Regions from separate parts of the Sus scrofa genome. Here region 1 is linked to region 2. A link is a contact called in public HiChIP or PLAC-seq data. All regions are on one chromosome and are shown on one strand. The core of a region is the stretch at or near the end of the contact, and the rest is flanking DNA. Distances in the headings are between cores, read along the strand shown.

Region 1 (6,304 bases), core at 570-3,069, 180 kb before region 2:
GGAGTCAGCAGCCCGGCTCCACTTCCCTGAAACAACCCCTTAACTCTGGCAAAACCCTCTTCCTTTGTGCTCCTCACACATCTTGCTACCGGGACACACGCCTCCATTTATAAGCTTCAACCTCCGTCCACACTTCGCCCACGGTTCTGGGCTTCACAGGAAAACGTGCTAATCACGTAATGATTATATAATCGTCGTTGCCGTGTCCCCAGCTCCTGGCACAGTTCTGGCACATGTGACAGTGCTAAGGGCTGAATGCAGAATGCCGCCTCTACCATCTCCCTGGGGTTTCTTGGGGATTTTTGTTTGTTTGTCTTTTTTGTCTTTTCCAGGGCTACACCCACGGCATATGGAGGTCCCCAGGCTGGGGGTCTAATCGGAGCTGTTGCCACCGGCCTACACCACAGTTCACAGCAACGCTGGATCCTTAACCCACTGAGCAAGCCCAGGGACTGAACCCGCAATCTCATGGTTCCTCGTTGGGTTGGTTAACCACTGCTCCACGACAGGAACTCCCCGTCTCCCTGTTTTTAAACTTACTTTAGGAACCATTTGCTAGGGTTCATTTATTCCTAGACCTAAAGACAAGCTCGTTCTCAGGGCTGGCTGCTCTTCAGTCTATTTCTAAGTGTAAAATAAAGACGGTTCTCTCTAGGAAGTAAACGCTCCAGAAATGAGTAAGCACATGCTGTTTCTGAGAAGAGGAAGCCCTTCTGACTTCCTGGAGATACACCTTCATGCTGCCCCAGGGTGCCTCGCACAAAGAAGCACGCCTGATTTGATTCGCCACCGGCAGGGACAGGGACGGGAGGGCTCTACGCTCACCGCCTGGCCACCGAATCCTTTTCTGCAACATCCAGCATGAGGGTGGAGACGTCACTGAGCGCGTCCGGCGCCTCCCGGAGAAGCTCGCTGCAGTCTTCCACAGCCGCCTTTTATTTTTTTGACTGTTTAACTATAGCTGACTTAGGACATGCTGTCCCTTTCGGCCATCCGGCGTGGAGATCCAGTCACACGTATATACACACTCTTTCTGCCACATTCCCCTCCCCCGCGTTCCATCACAGGTGACTAGGTACAGTCCCTGTGCTGTACAGCAGGACGTGTCTTTGTGAAAAATCAAAATGCTTTGACACTTTCGAGCCCTCTGATCAATATTAAATGAAACTGCAAAATAATGCAAGAAGGAAATCTGCCACGGTGAAGTTTAAATTAAAAAAAAAAAAAAAAAAAAAAAAACAAGGACCATGGATCACATGAAGGTGCCTTTTTGCTCTTTAACTTGAGACTCAAGAATGCTCGCTCGCCTAAAAATCACCCTAAGATAATCAAGATTACAACAGGAAACTGAGCAGAAATTGCTACGGCAGGAAACTGATTAGTTCAGCAAAGAGATAGCACACTTCTTGTCTCCACTGGTGTCGCAGTTAATTCTGTGCCTCCTCCCTGGGCCAACTGCTCTGAGATAAAGGACTGCAAAGTTGCCTCATGGAAGCAGACTGAAACGCAATGCAGGAGTAAAACAAAGCACTGCCTGAAGTTGCAAGAAAGTCGAAATCAATGAACAAAGGTAAGGAGAAGAAAACACAGTCACGTAAAACACTAGTGACCTACAGGTGACAGCATTCCATACAATGTGCTGGGAAGAAAAGGCGTGCTATCAAAAGAAGGTGGGATTCCCTTTCCTATGAAGTCTGGACAGTCCAAGTTGCATTGCTTGAAATGTGCTCATGTTTATTACTCAACCTTCCACCCTGTGGTAGGAAGAATCACAGTTCTGTAACCATGTCCACACCCTAATTCCTTGGAACTGTGACGAAATTGCCTTAAAGGGCCAGAGACTTTGCTAGGATCCTGAGATGGGAGATTATCCTGGATTATTCAGATGCGTCCAACCTAATCACGTGGTCCCTTTCCCAGGGGTTCAGAGTCAGAGGGACCAGTGATTACAGAGAAATGGTCGCAAAGACGCAAGCTGGCCGGCTTCAAAGGAGGAGAAGGGGCCCGTGCAGCAAGGAACAGCGGTGGCCTCTAGGAGATGGAGGAGGCGAGAGAGCAGATTCTCTCAACAGCAGGAGAGAGGAATGCAGCCCTATCGACACCTGAATTTAGCCCAGTGGGACCCATGCTGGAGGCGATTACGTAGCAGTTTACACTGGTGTGGCTCTAAGCTACCAGATGTGCGGCAGTCTGTTACGGTCGCAACAAAAAGGTTATACACACCCGGATGCTTTCAGGTCTTCCTCACAGTCGAAAAATGACACAACCTAAAACCAACTGTCATAACATCAAAGTGACTGTTTAACAAATATCCTAACATTTGCACAAGACTTCTTGCTTTTTTTATTGAAGTCTAGTTAATTTACAGTGTTGTGTTAGCGTCCCGTGTACAGCAAAGTGACTCAGTTTCTCATACATTTATTCTCTTTCATCTTCTTTTCCAATGTGCTTTTATCACAGGATATTGACTATAGTTCCCTGTGCTGTGCAAGAGGACCTTGCTGTCGATATGCTCCTTATATACCGGTTTGTATCCACTAATCCCAAACTCCCATTTCATCCCTTTCCCACCCTCTCTCTTCGTGGCAAGCACAAGTCTGTTCTCCTTGACGTGACTTATTTCAAAAATGTTTTTTCCAAGAGGCAAAGAGAGAAGGTCCTAAAATAGCAGAGCTTTCAAAGAGGTAACGAAACATTCGATAAACGCTAAAAAAATCAAAACCAAAAAACCCTGACCGATTACCAACCTCTCTCAATTAATCCGGCAGAACACATCAACTCACGTGAAGTTCTTTTGCACTGGAGCAGAAAACCCTTCATCCCATAACCTCTCCTACCTTCTTCTCCCCTTCTTCCCCCAAACCTGATTGCAAAGTGTCTTCTGGATGAATAAATGTTCATAATAAACATTCTCTGGAATGCATGAATGGAATTTTATTATAGTGATAAAAATTGTTAAAATTCACTTTGCTAATTGAGACTCTGCTGTTGCACAATGTGGCACTGACTCACACTTCAGCCTGACTTTATACCTCAGTGTTGTAGGTCTGCAAGTCTTTCTTACTCACCACTTTGCAGCAAAGGGGCCAAAACCACCACATCAAACCGATACCCAGGAGTAGCAGTAACACCAAAATAGCGATGACGGCTGCAATCCCATTAGACTAGAGGAAGCAGAAAACAAAAGCAAGGCAGTCAGCAAAGTTAAGGATCAAATCCCAAACACACTTTTTTTTTAAGGAAACAGCAGAAAGTAATACAGAAAGCAACAAAATGTCAAACCGGATTTCAACTGCATTTCTTTAAATTCTTTAAATTGTATAAATTACCTTATATCCTATTTATATGATATTCCTTTTTATTACACTTATATATTAAATATACTATAATTTATTTGTATTAAATTCCCTTACATTTATTTCACATATACTATGTTAAGACAGGCCACAATAAATATGAAATCTTCCAAAGTGTTTTGAATTATGCCTTGAAGAAACATAAGGCAAGCAAAACCACAATTTGGAGCTGTTCGCATGGTCCCTGCGGCCCTGTCTGTCTCTGGGGAGGATTCTTCTGGTTACAAGCATGATTACCTCCAGGCAGCACTTCCCCAGACTTTGCGAAAACGGAACACTATTTGTTTGTGTGTTCAAATGACAGGACAAGATGAATATCAAAAATCACCAAGCAGGTGACGATGCAGCAACAACGGTTCTCGGCAAGTGGAACGTGTGCGGCCGGGTAAATGCAACCTCACACCTTCACAGGTCAGATCTCTGAGGGCAGCTCGAGTGCCACCCACACGAGAACCACGCTGGGGTTTTCACCTCCTAACGCCCAGCTCCTCCGGCCCAAAGACTCTGCCCTGCTCTGGGCTCTGCTGCCAAGGCCCAACCCTCTTCGTCTACCGGCTCCCTGTTCATCCTACAGGGCTTAGCTTAAGTCCCTTCCTGGGGAAGCCTTCCTTGTACCTCCAGCTAGAAAATGCCCCTCTTCGCCATAAGGGCATGGTTCTCTGTTCTTTAACCTTTAGCATTTATCACGGTCTCTTGATGGGTGTCTGCGCATATTTATTTATGCTGAGATGCCATTATTTACCTCATTTGCCTTTTTCACATTCACTGTGAGCTCTAGGAAGGCAGGGCCCACGTCCGACTTCCCTACCCAGGCAGACCGCGCTTGGTATCTCCCTCTGTTTACTAAGCGCATGGGCACAGCCACAGCCACAGCAGATCCGAGCCACGTCTTTGACCTACACTGCAGCTCCTGGCGATCCTTAATCCGCTGGGCGAGGTGAGCGACCAAACTGCATCCTCATGTACACTAGCTGGGTTCTTAACCCGCTGAGCCACAATGGGAACGTCTCAGTTTTCAAAGACATTGATTGCTATCCGCTGTAACTGCTATAATTACTTTCAGTTTTAATAAATTTACTAAAAATAACTTTAAAATAATTCTCAGAGCAGTATAGAGTATAAAACATTCATTAATTTCAGAAATTTTTAGGAAAAGATTAAGAAGCAAGTATACATGAACAATTACAGCGGTGCTTTGATTTCTAACTTTGCATCTGGATATAAGAGGGAAAAATCATACAAGCTATTTCTACAGCTACGTTAGGCTGCAAATGAACCAAAACAGACACCACCAAAATATCGCCCAGAATCCTTGATTACTTCATTTATTTTTCAGAAGACAATGAAAATAACTACAGAAACTTCACATACACACAACCTTCATAGAGCTCTACTGTTTGCTAGTAGAGCATTCTTAAGGCACTCAAAGATGCTCTCACATGACAATTACCATAAGGAATTTAAAATATGAGAAATAAAAAGACATGCACTCATCTAGAATTTCTTGATGTACGTTTGCTGAAATGAACATGTAATCTCAACATGCGATAACTGATAAAGCCTAAACATCTACATCAGTGTCTTACACAAGAAAGTTGTGTGTGTGAGTGTGTGTGTGAGTGAGAGAGAGAGAAGATAAATACTTTAAGAGAATTTCCAGGAAAATATTTAAATGTTCTGCCCTCAAAACCAAAGAAAGTAATTCAGAGCACACATCAGGCTACTGAAGAAAATACTGGAGTTCCCGCCATGGCGCAGTGGTTAGCGAATCCAACTAGGAACCATGAGGTTGCGGGTTCGGTCCCTGCCCTTGCTCAGCGGGTTAACGATCCGGCGTTGCTGTGAGCTGTGGTGTAGGTTGCAGACGCGGCTCGGATCCCGTGTTGCTGTGGCTCTGGCGTAGGCTGGTGGCTACAGCTCCGATTGGACCCCTAGCCTGGGAACCTCCATATGCCGCGGGAGCGGCCCAAGAAATAGCAAAAAAAAAAAAAGAAAATACTCAATAGCGCACCTTTCTGTACAGAATTCTAAACATTCACGAGCAACTCCTGCAACTCTCCACAGGCTTGACCACGCTAAGCTCTAAAATCTAGACAACTAAGAGCACGGCAGGAAGAGAATGTCGAAGAAATACATGGCAGCTCTGACGTGCTGCGGGAGAAATGTCGTCAAATGTATAAATTCATGATTCCCCTCCAAAGACAAGGCCCCCCGGCCAGTGCCCGGCCACGCGTGCTCAGCAGTCCTCGCCAGGCCTTTCCCACGTGAGGCCCACGCCACAGCATCCTTGGAACCGGCTCGCCATTCGCCCCGCTGCACGACTTTCAAGGGGTCCCATCGACCTTCGTCCTCCCCTTTCTTAGAACTCAAGGCCTGTGTTCAGAAATAAGGATGCGAAACTGGAGGGTGTAAATACACTAAAAGCCCTAGGGTTAGTTTTCTCTTTCTACAAATGTTTCATGAGCAGGAAATTCAGAAAATCACACTGACAGAAGTTAAAATGGATGAGCTGGCCACGACAGGCGGTTAAAATTCTTGGGTTTTCTTTCCAAAAATGCCCCTGTTAGGAACATCAACAAAACATTACGCACGTCCAGAGGCAGACATACATTTTGCATGACGATATTACCAATTCAACGGATTCTTAAGACTAGTCTACAAGAAAACTGAATATGAAAATACGTGGAGTTCCCACTCTGGCTCAGCGGTTAAGAACCCAACAGTGTCCATGAGAATACAGGTTTGATTCTTGGCCTCTCTCAGTGGGTTAAGGATCTGGCATTGCCTCAAGTTGTGGCGTGGGCCACAGATGTGGCTCAGATCCACTGTTGCTGTGGCCTGTGGTGTAGCCCAGCGGCTGCAACTTTGATTCGACCCATAGTTTGGGGCCTTATATATGCCACAGGTATGGTGATAAAAAGAAAAAAAAGAGAGAGAGGGAGAAAAGA
Region 2 (5,863 bases), core at 2,801-5,300:
GGAAGGAGTAAAAGTTACTTAAATTTGAAGTCCGTGCAGAGTTTGAACTCAAGAAAAAGCATCAGTAGGATTTCCTGCTGCGATGAGGTTGACCTGTTATGAAGGAGTCACTTTTTGCTGAATCCCGGCTGGCTTCCTTGAAAGCAACAGTCAGCAAGTGACTAACCAGGCCTAGCAAGACTGATCTTGACACAGGAAGCCACGAAATGATGAGAGACCTGGGGATGCCCAGCGGAAACCAACAGGACGTGCTGGAAAACTCTTCCAGGTCTTGGCTAACAAAGTCTGCCAAGATGCCTGGAAAGCGTTCCTGAGAGCTAGGAGAAACTTTCGGCCAAAGGGCTCTGAGAGATGATTCTTTACAAAACCTGTGGAGTTTTCACTTCCAGATGGACTTGTGCTTTAAAAAGGTGTTTATAGGGATTGCTCTCAGACAATCTTATTGATAAATAATAACAGTCATGTGCTGATTATTCTCCATTTGTCTCCCCAAGATCTGTTCTCCAGCCTTCAATGCCTGACTCGGGGTCCTCAAAAGCTGACCTACGCAGGTTCACCATCATGCTCCAGTACACTGCCAGCTAGTTTCCAGGTGGGTTTGTCCAATGGAAGACAGCCATGCGAAACTAGAAGATGTGAGAAGAGAAAGACTGGGGGCTTTCTTCCCTGCTCCCTCCTTGCTAAACTATGGCCTCTCTGGCAGTACCTCTGTCCCCACGACTCTCACTGAGCCCCTCCCCCAAGTAAGGTTCCAGTGTCCTTACTGGGCTCTAGAAACACTAATTCCTCTGCTAAAAGCTTCTTGTTGTGCTGTTTCTGTATGTTTCATCATCTCATTTGCTCCCATAACAAGGCCCACATCTTTCTAAGTAGTCTTTTCATATGATCTATTTGCACTGAATTCTGATTCCTGCTGGGTCCCTCACAATGACCACATTTAAAAACCTGCCGTTATTTCTAAGTTTTACTGTAGTCCTGCAAGGCATTATTAGCTTTACTAACCTAGTTGCAGATCAGGACAGAGACCTAAACAAGTAAACTACCCAAGGTCACACATCTAGCCTGAGTCACAGAGTTGGGTTTAAAACTCTAGTCCTTCTAACAAAAGCCATTTTTCTTGTTTCATTTAAATTTATAAACAAGTTCTATTTATACTTTTCTCCCCAAAACTAATTTCATTTAGATATGTCAGACTTAATGTCTGCTGTCTTATGAACATATTGATTAAGATTCAGCCCTTATTTTGAAATAGAATTTGATGAAATTCACAAAGAAATTGCTAAATTCAAGTGTGGTATCCCTGACTGATAAGTTTTAACGACTTTAAGGAAAACAAAAGATTTTACTTAAAACAACATGATAAAACTTGCTATCTCCTCTTGCCTGGTGCTCACATTGTGTTGCTCAACCTGAGGTTTTGGCCAGACACCCCAGACTGCAACCCAACAACCATTCCCAAGGCCCCTATCTCTACCTTTTTACATTTTAAAAGTTCATTCTCTCAGATTCCTTTGTAGGTATCCGGGTCCAGGTAACCTAGGTCTGGCTAATAAAAAGTGAAAGTATTTCCTTCACATAAAAGAAAAGAACTACTTTCTTTGTCTCATTCCTTTCTTCGTGCTTAAGAACAAAGGTGTGATGCCTGGAATTACAGCAGTCATTTTGTGACCATGAGCCAGTGTACATATGCCCCAAGTATTTCATTCTATATATTTATACTAAAAAGAGTAGTTTAATTTTATACATAATACATATACATTATATGTCAGTAAAGAGCTGTTATGCTTGACTTAAACACTGAGTTCCGCAAGCCCTCTAACCTTTGACTTTTGTTGTTGTTTTACTAAATACTCAATGGACAGAAAGAATATTTATAAAATATGTGCATGACATAAAGAAAAACAATACACTGACAACCTGTGACTAGGCAATCGCACAGCTTAAGGAAAAGAACACTTCAGAGGCAACTTCTATCCTAGATTTTATGTTTTAATAATTCCCTTGCTTGCTTCTGTTCATATCTATTCTCTCTGAAAAGCTAGACTTTTTTTAATTCACATCGTTAACATATGCAATTTTTACCTTTCAAAGTGCAGTAAAGATAGCCTGACAGCCTCCCACCCTCCTCAAATTACAAGGCAAAGAGGATGGTGCAACCGAAACAGCCGGAAAGGTACTCTTTACATCTGTGATGGGAAAGCCTTGAGGCAGGAAGAGAGTTCCTCTTTACAGAGACAGATAAACAGAGGTACACATAAGGTGGGGCAGGGGTGGAGACAGAGAGGGAGGGTGGGAGACAAAAAGGTCCCAAGGTGGGAGGGGGTTGACCTTGGGGATTTGGGGGGAGCAACTCAACTTTGAGGTTTTCAAGGGGTTCCCCTGGCCCTCCCTCAGCTCCTGCCTAGGCAGGCAGACCCCTGCCCAAGCCCCAGCCCCCTCCTGAGATCCTGCATATGCTTTCTTGCTAAATGACTCCTCGCACCGTTATCTCCTCACGGGATACATCTGTTGGGTGCCTCTCATCCTCAGCTCCGCTTTCATCTCTTCCTATCGCAACACATTGTTGCCTCCAGTCCTTGTGCCAGAGTGGAAGGGAGCCATCCCGCCAGGCCGCGCTCTGGGATTGGCAGCGAATGAATGATTGGCAGCGGGCATCTCTGTCAGGGCTTTGGCATGCTGCAGAGTAGAAGCCCTGTGCTAATGAATGCCATCTACACCTACCAGATGTGCCACTGGGTGACATGCCAGATCTTTTACATAATGCCATTCTGCCGGACAAGAGACAGCTGGGGGGGGGGGGTTGTCTTTTAATGCCTTGGGGTGAGAGTGGGTTTGCCTTTTTTGTCTCACCCAGACTTCCCGCCACCACCCACACACCCAATCAGTCCCCCCTACGTGGAGCTATAACCTATGGCTGAGGTCCTTGCCTTCAGAGATGGCCCAGAAGCAGGAAAGCTGGAGCTCCTGGACCTGCTCCCTCGACTCTCCCCTACACTCTCACCCTTCCTGGAGTTTGCCCCCGCCCCCATCCAAATTTAGGAAAGAGAAATTTTCCTTTTTTAAGTTAAAGCTATAAAAACGCTGGACGCATATGAAATGAAAAAAGTAAAGGGGAGAAACGACGCGTCCTTTCCTCCCCCTCCCCCCAATTATCCTCCACTTCCCAGCCCGAAAGTGGGAGGACGAGCCCCCCTCGCGCCATTCTCCTCCTTTTCCACAGTCCGAGGGGACTAGATGGTGTCCGTCCCGCTTTCTGGCTAAAGCGGTTGTCGGAAGTAACGTGGGGGGTCCAAAAGCCCACGCCGTGTGGAGAGGACTCTTTCCCGGCGTGGGATGGGCACGGCGGGCGGGAAGGGAAGAGAAAACCACTTCCGATGGGAGATGGGCGATGGGCGGCGTGCGTGCGCGCGCGGGCAGAGTTTAGGTCCACGCCACCCCCGCAGGGGCATCTGCAGGTGGGAGGAGGAGCCGCCGCGCCGGTCCCCGCTCTTTCGCTGGACCTGCTCGTGGGGACAGCCCGGGAATTGAAGGGACCTAAGAGGGGCAGGCCTCCCCCCAGCCCCCGGACTCCAGCATCCGCTCCCACGCCCGGCCCCCGGCCCCTAGCGCGCCGCGGGCGGAGCTGCCAGGCCCCTTCCCTCGCCCCCGCCCGCTGCCGAGGCTCCAGATGGCGGCTCCTCGCGCTCGGCTCGCGGCCCCCAGACGCCGCCCGGCAGCAGCCGGCGGTCGCTCCCTCCCTCCCAGCTGCTGCGGCGGAGCCCGCGACCCGCTCGGCGAGGAGGGCGGGCCCCTCGGCCGGCTGGGACCCGGGCGGAAGCCGGGCGCCGAGGGGCGCGCAGGAGCCGTGCCCGCGGGGCAGAAGCCGTGCCCGCGGGGCAGGAGTCCTGGAGGCCCCAGGTGAGGAGGCCGCGGGGAGCGCGCGGGGAGGGGGGCCTGCCTGGCGCTGGCGCCGCCGCCGCTGCACCCCCGCGCCGCTGGGTCTCTCGGCTTTCCTGCCGGCAAGGCGGCCGCCGCGGGCCCAGCGGGCGCGGGCCCGGAGCGCCACGCAGTCGCCAGGAGGGGGCGCCCAGCACCCCGAAGCCGGGGCCCCGGGGCGTCCCGCCCCGCCCAGGGGAAGGCTGGTCCGGGCGGGAAAAGCGCCCCCTCCTGCCGGAGAGCGGTAATGCCCACCCGCCGCGACCAGCCCCTTCGCTTTTTCTCCGCTCTTCTCCCTAAACTCTGCTCCCTCGCTCCCCAAACGCCTCGCTTTTCTCTCGATTGCCAGGTTTCCCTACTTCTCCTCGCCTGACCCCCGCACCCCAGAACGTCCCCCTCCTTCCCCTTTACCCGCGCGGTCAGGGTTTGTCCGCCCCTGGGGCGGTGGGAAGGGGGATGTATTTCGTGCCAGGGCTCCGACTCCTCTCCACAGGTGCCTCCCTGGGAGCCCCCGACATCAATCCCGAGAACGGCGTTTCGAGGGGGTCGAGGCCTGAGCCCGGCAACTCGGTAACCTGGGGGGAGTGATGCGTTTGGGAGCAGCGCGTCCGCTCGACACGGAATTCCCTTTACTGGACGGATGGATAAAGTTCTGCGGCCTGGTGCTGAACCCCTTCTACCCCCAAGTCAGGACACTTCGAGAGCATTTTCCCTTACACAGACCCTGTAAGACCTAACGTCCGTCTCCCTGACAGTCCTCACTGCGGTCCTCCGTAGCAGCCGTGCTGGGGTCGGGGTAGAGGGAGGAAGGCGCTAAAAGGCCGCGGAGCCGGGCCTCCCGCGCACATCTGACGCCCCCTCTAATCCCCCACCCCGCCCGGCGCTCCGGGCGCGTGTCCGCAGACCCTCTGCCGGTCCCTGCGCGCGGCCGTCGGGCATTAGACCCCCGAAAGCAACGTTCCGTAAGCTCCCAGTACAAATCCCCTCGGAAACATTAATCACAGCCACCAGTGAATGCAAAACGTGTGCCCGTGCCTGCCGTGTCTGCCTTTTAATCCCGAAGGCAATTCTGGAAAGCAGCCTCAGACCGGGCTCTATTAATCCCTTACACCAGCAAATGCAATCTCTGACCTACTAGATTTGTTTGCCTGCAATTTCAGGAGGAGTTGGCCTCGACAGAGAAATAGACAGAAAGAAAACTATGGGTGACTCGCGGCGCGGGGCAGTAACGCAACAATGGGGTGCGTTTCCGTCAAAAGGCGCTCCTGCTGTGGCGGGGGCTCAGCCGCCCCGAGTCCTGACACCGCGCGGGGCGGCCGCGGCGTGCGGGCGGGGGTGGGGGGGTAGGGGAGCTGGGTGGCGAGTGCCTAGTGGGGTCGGAGCCCAGAGGAAACCCAGTTCTTTTTCCTCCAAAGGCTTCGACCCCAGGTGACCTCCTTTGGGGCTGTCCCCTTGCGACGGCGCTCGGGCAGGCCGAGGGGTCAAGGTTCCATCCCCTGAGGCCTGTGCCTCGCACTTGAGATTTCACTCTCCACTATTCCATCGCTCAATCAATCATGCTTCTCTTCTCCCACTTTATTCAAAACCGTCTTCCAGTTCCCTCGTAATCGTCATTTGCACCATTGCCTTTTATCTTTGATTAATTAGGAAATCGAAAAAGATAATGGAGGGTCGGGCCGATAAATTAGTCTGAAGAACCGACGGAGGGACGTCTGGGCCGCACGGTGGGTGGGCCCTGTCCACGTGGGCTGGAGGGGCTGCCGCCAGGCTGGCGGGGCAGGAAGGGGTTAAGCAAAGGCGCGGCGCCGGCGAGGGGAGAGCTGCCCTAAGAACCCGGAGGGCTCGGGCGGAGACTTCTCGCCGAGCTAAGTGGGGCGGCGCCAGTGATTTTTAGCTTTTTCTGTTGGGGTCTAGAAAACGAGCGAGGACCAGACTGGCACACGGTTGA

Evidence for each region. HiChIP or PLAC-seq counts read pairs in DNA pulled down with a chosen protein or histone mark.
Region 1: a contact with region 2 is called in an H3K27ac HiChIP or PLAC-seq map of alveolar macrophages. The contact joins two enhancer-like sites. A contact is called at or near these places in 1 of 5 promoter capture datasets (skeletal muscle), 1 of 47 Hi-C or Micro-C datasets (embryonic fibroblasts) and 2 of 2 datasets of contacts at active chromatin or transcription factors (alveolar macrophages and skeletal muscle).

What each region holds. Positions count from the first base shown.
Region 1 is chr8:137,796,531-137,802,834 of Sscrofa11.1, reverse strand. ANTXR2 (anthrax toxin receptor 2) reads right to left here. Exons shown (of 17, transcript XM_003129371.6): 12 at 3,069-3,164. Among named protein-coding and RNA genes, the nearest start is that of ANTXR2, 71 kb to the right of the region's middle. Within about 2 kb of position 1,819, at least 33 of the 83 cell types and tissues checked have an H3K27ac peak or open chromatin away from gene starts, as enhancers often do. A contact at or near this core is called in alveolar macrophages, where this site is marked.
Region 2 is chr8:137,622,253-137,628,115 of Sscrofa11.1, reverse strand. LOC106510569 reads left to right here. Exons shown (of 2, transcript XM_013998646.2): 1 at 1-3,897; 2 at 4,409-5,863. The coding sequence starts at 3,375. The coding sequence ends at 4,503. Among named protein-coding and RNA genes, the nearest start is that of PRDM8, 14 kb to the right of the region's middle. Within about 2 kb of position 4,050, at least 32 of the 83 cell types and tissues checked have an H3K27ac peak or open chromatin away from gene starts, as enhancers often do. A contact at or near this core is called in alveolar macrophages, where this site is marked.